Regions from separate parts of the Danio rerio genome. Here region 2 is linked to region 1. A link is a contact called in public Hi-C data. All regions are on one chromosome and are shown on one strand. The core of a region is the stretch at or near the end of the contact, and the rest is flanking DNA. Distances in the headings are between cores, read along the strand shown.

What was found. Hi-C and Micro-C count contacts between places; a contact is called where the count stands out from the background.
Region 2: a Hi-C map of hematopoietic stem cells shows a contact between it and region 1, with 2.2 times the contacts expected there. The contact joins the enhancer-like site here to the promoter of angpt4 in region 1. A contact is called at or near these places in 3 of 18 Hi-C or Micro-C datasets (caudal fin, hematopoietic stem cells and an unstated tissue).

Annotation. Positions count from the first base shown.
Region 1 is chr6:54,500,193-54,502,888 of GRCz12tu, forward strand. It overlaps angpt4 (angiopoietin 4), which reads left to right and starts at 1,393. Exons shown (of 11, transcript XM_005166270.6): 1 at 1,393-1,680.
Region 2 is chr6:54,769,431-54,772,126 of GRCz12tu, forward strand. The region is part of intron 2 of LOC141386368 (a long non-coding RNA gene); the gene reads left to right. Among named protein-coding and RNA genes, the nearest start is that of abraa, 22 kb to the right of the region's middle. Within about 2 kb of position 1,306, at least 6 of the 62 cell types and tissues checked have an H3K27ac peak or open chromatin away from gene starts, as enhancers often do.

The DNA of each region.
Region 1 (2,696 bases), core at 143-2,642:
TTATGTAATCTATTGTTGACTTATTAAAACCAATATTAAAAACGTTATTCCACATTCAGCCACAAGATGTCCCCGTTCACCTGGTTAATACGTGCGATTCATTTACACTAGATAAAGTCGGACTTCTGTTTTGGAAATGAACATCATATGGGCTGTTTCTACATCTCTACAGAGGCACCGAGTTCAGAGGTCATCTCTCAGCGCAGGGTCAGCAGCTCCCAATGAAACTTTGCAACAAACCTTAAACATCTCAGTGGGAGTCTCGCAGAAAACATGCCAAGTACAACGAGAAGTGACACATTATATGATGTGTTGTGAGCTTGATGCTGTGCAAACAGCATCCAACCTGACACATGTCTTCTTAAGAATGCAAACATGCTCTTTTTTCCGAGATTTATGAGTCCATATCATTAAAGCACATCTGGTTGAGTTGTTATTAGTGGCGTTTGCTAAGAAGAGCATTGCTATGGCTGATGCTTAGGGCTGGATGATTGCTTCAATGTTGTATGTGCTATTAAAAGCAGTTGCGTTTACACAGGTGTCTTCATGTGCTTTTTGTAAACTGATCGGAGGCTGTAACCTTTCAACACCACCCACCAAATGTTAAGTTTCAATAAAGAATGTTATTAATAAACACTAATTTAATAAGTATGTTCTAAATTGGGTCTATTATGTGAGATATACTGTAGGATATTCGACTGATATCTATCTATCTATCTATCTATCTATCTATCTATCTATCTATCTATCTATCTATCTATCTATCTATCTATCTATCTATCTATCTATCTATCTATCTATCTATCTCTGTCTGTCTGTCTGTCTGTCTGTCTGTCTGTCTGTCTGTCTGTCTGTCTGTCTGAATTCGTTTTTTCATCCAATCATGAGCTCATTGCATTTTTTTTTTTGTTAAACTTCTACAATAACAATCAAATATGACAATCATATTTCTTATGTGTAAAGATAACACCGAGGAAAATAACTATTAACAATAACAAAAAATGTGGGTTTAAATGGGTTTTTAAAGCCATTATAATAGAGAAAAATAAATAAAGTCGACAAGGGTTTATATGTCTTTAAAGAGGTTGTCCTAATTTTTCAAAAAATGTTTTTAGTAAATTTAAGGGAATTGAAGTTGAATTCTGCAAAAAAAATAGGGAAAAAACAAGGAGATGAGTCATTTAAAACATTGCATTCAGTATAAAAAAATGTATTCAAAAAATAAAAACGTAGGATTTTCAAAGTAAAAAATGAAATCTGTAAGTGTGTGTCAAATTGGTAAACATAACTTTATGTGAATGTGGCTACGCATGTGTACATCGTGCCATATGCGTGAATTTCTTTTGAGTCTTTTCTGACTCCATATAACTCAGCCCCAAATCTCACGAGCTCACTGCATTTTCATCAGGCCACCTGTGGGCTACTTACATACTGCAACGCGAATTTGTGATTCAGGTGACTTGAGTTAAGGGAAAGAAAACAAAACAAAAACGACATTGTGGTTGCAACGTGTGATGAGTATTTAGATTTTTTACAATTCCACCATCGTTTAATCGGTTTTCTGTGAGGATTTCACTGTAATTCATTTAATTTACGTCATTACACCAGGTGGCAAAAACAAACAACTTTTTTACACTTCGAGTTTTCGAGGAATAGTCATCTTGTACAGTCCAATTAAAGGTAAGTTACGTTATGGTCCTACAGACTTGAAATCATCAATATATTTACTAGTGGAGAAGTAAAAAAGGTTGAAACCTTTTATTTGTAATTTATTTGAAAGAAAATATTATATTTGTGCATATACATTAGTTTAGTCCGTACTAAAGCCAAATCTAGAGCTTATCTAACAAAACAAACTTACGATAACGGTCTAAAAACTAGTACAACCAAATTTATGTTATAGAAAAATGTTAAATACAAATTTTAAAAACTGGAAAAAAAAAATTTAGAAACTTTGTTGAAAATTTTTATTCATTCAACCATTTTCTTTTCGGCTTAGTCCCTTTCTTAATCCTGGGTCTCCACAGCATAATGAATCGCCAACTTATCCAGCACCAGTTTTACACAGCGGATACCCTTCCAGCCTCAACCCATTACTAGGAAACACACTCATACACTCTCATTCACACACATACACTACGGACAATTTAGCTCACCCAATTCACCTGTACCGCATGTCTTTGAACTTGTGGGGGAAACCAGAGATAAAAAAAAAAAAAGTTGCTAGGGTAGTATGAAAAGTTGCTAAATCTAGCAACAAAATTGCTAAGTTGGCAACATTGACAGACAATAATGAAAAGTCTCTTTTCAGTAATGGAAACACAGACATTAACAAGTTATTATCATTGCTTCATCTTGTGTTGCTTTTAGGGCAACATTCTAGAAAGTATTTTCCCATTGTCAAAATGCAAAGTGCGAAACAACCCCTCTGGGACAGTGTCAGCTTTGACCTGCACAGACATCAATCGTGTGCTGGCCTTTTTTTAAGGGTTAGACATTTCGGTGTGTGTTTATGTTTGTGTGCACATGTGAAAGAGAGAATGCTGCGGACAGCCTTCATGAACCAATTGTGCTGCAGTCTGTAAATGACATCTCTCTAGGGAGAAGTGCTCTTAGCTCCAGGAAGTTTCCTACTCGAAGGAGGATTAATGAGGGAAGTTTGAACACTGCACAGACCCCAGACCCTTAGAAACTCT
Region 2 (2,696 bases), core at 56-2,555, 270 kb after region 1:
CAAAATAAAATATTTTGTGTTCAAAAGGGGGAAAAAGGTCTTTGTTTTTTACCCAGACATTTAAAAATAAAATATTTTAGAGCAGTAATTACAATACAGTGAAACCGCGACATTTTTATCCAAGTTTGTCATACCATCAGAATCTTATACCGGCCCATGTCTAGTATAGTCTTGTGCTGCACGATTTTGGAAAAATGTTACATTGCGATTATTTTATTTCTCTACAATATATATTGCGCTATAATTTCACCAGATGATTTCAATTGCTCTATTTCTCATTACTTGGGATGATTTTATCGGGGAGTGAAATCTAAATATATTTTTATGTAGTTTATTATGTACATAATAACTGGCAATGGGGTGGTGCACTGGGTAGCGCTGTCGCCTCACTGCAAGAAGGTCGCTGGTTCGAGCCTTGACTGGGTCAGTTGGCATTTTTGTGTGGAGTTTGCATGTTCTTCCTGTGTTCACGTGGGTTTCCGCCCACAAGTCCAAACAAAAACATGCGCTAAAGGGGAATTGGGTAAGCTAATAGTTGTCTGTAGTGTATGCGTGTGAATCAGTGTGTATGGATGGTATCTGCTGCGTAAAACATGCTGGATAAGTTGGTGGTTCATTCCGCTGTGGCAACCCCTAACTAATAAAGAGACTAAGTCGAAAAGAAAATGAATGAATGAATGAATAATAAAACGACAATAATAAATAAACACAATGGAGCAAATATTAAAGTGAAATAAACCATGCTCTGTGGTTTTTAATATTCTGGTACAGAAATTAAATAATCAGATGTGAAATAGCACTGTTTAGTCTTCATCATATAAATAATTAAATAAAATTAATCCATTTTAAATTTCCTCTACTAAAATGCTTACACAGTAACAGGCCTTAAAAACTCTATCATGGTTCAATTCTGCAGTGTCTTCACAATCTCCTGTGTTTTGACATGTGGTTTCTGGACATCTGTAATCCCAACTCAACTTTGCACATGTTGCGATGTGACTATTGCGGATGCACACATTGCGATATCGATGCTCAAACGATATATTGTGCAGCCCTAGTATTGTCCCAATGTTGTTTTTTCTCCCATTGAAAAGTTATTTGATCTGTAAAGTTTACTTCATGACTTATGAATAGACCTAAGTGCCCTCATCACACTCTTAACTTTTAACCTATTAAGCAAGGATCGCATCTTTACTCTTAATTTAGTCAGTCAGTTAGCAGAATTCACCCCGGGCACCTTGTCACTGGTGTTTCATGAGCTATTAACATGGAAAATTGTCAGTAATGTTGGCATGCTAAACACTTTTCCAAAACAGTGGTTGTCAATGCAGCTGTCCCGTCCCATCATTCCTAGCGCAGGGGGGTCTGTACATGCGCTCGGCTTTGGCTATTCTAGATTGATCATAAACATTCTAGCACAGGGGAGGCCGGTGGTACCAACACTATAGAGCCGTTTGAATCTATTTCTGCATGGATTGATGTGTCATCAGCTCTTTCATGCTTTTAAACTGTATCTGTGTGCTAATGCATAGTTTAGGAATTGCATAATGAGACTTTTATATTGTCTGTTTATGTAAGAGCAGTCGTTATAGTATGTAGCATGCTGTATAATATATTTTGTCTGGCTTTCAATATTATGTCAAGCATATTTGGTGGATTTATTAGGTATATAGTAAATATTGAGTGGAATTTTTATTCTCTGAAGGTCTGATAAAGTTTTCATAAAAACTAGTGTTTTGATTTTTTTATTATTGAATATCGGTGTTATTTCACCAAATATTGATTCTTTTAAATTCTAATTAAGTTAAAACATTGGTATTTGGTTGTCTAAAAATGAAAAACGTATCTTAAAAATCCACCGGGTGTCACACAGACTTAAAAATTGACGTTGAACTCCAACATCAGACTAGAGTGATGTGATCAACGTCAAGTAATGTTAGACTTCGATGTTGTATGGATGTCATATTATGACAATAAAATGATGTTGAATTTAGTTAGTTAATACCCCAGGCTAAAACCAACCACATAGAACAGGGATGGCCAACCCTGTTCCTGGAGAGCCACCTTCCTGCAGATTTTAGTTGCTACCCATATCAAACACACCTGAACCAATTAATTAGGACCTGAACACAATGTGGTAATTACCGGCAGGTGTGTTTGATATGGGTTGCAACTGAAATTTGCAGGAAGGTGGCTCTCCAGGAACAGGGTTGGCCACCCCTGACATAGAACATCAGCTGACATTGGTATTAGATGTCAGCTGACGTCAGTATTAGACAGTAAATTGACATTAAATTTTGGTCACCTGACGTTGCAACCAAAATAGAACTACAGATCAACGTCATGATGTTGTGTGCCTGCTGGCATGGCACAGCTCTATTTTATGCTAAAAAAGCTCTAAATGTCATTTTTAAATCTTATTTTTATAGAAGAAATGTTATCAGATTACAGAATAAAACAAATACTGCACACGTCTATATGGGGTATTTTATCTTTGCCATGATGACAGTAAGTAATATTTGACTAGATATTTTTCAAGACACTTCTATACAGCTTAAAGTGACATTTAAAGGCTGAACTAGGTGAATTAGGTTAACTAGTTAAGATAGGGTTATTAGGCAAGTTATTGTATAACGATGATTTGTTCTGTAGATGATCGGAAAAAAAAATATATAGCTTAAAGGGGCTAATAATTT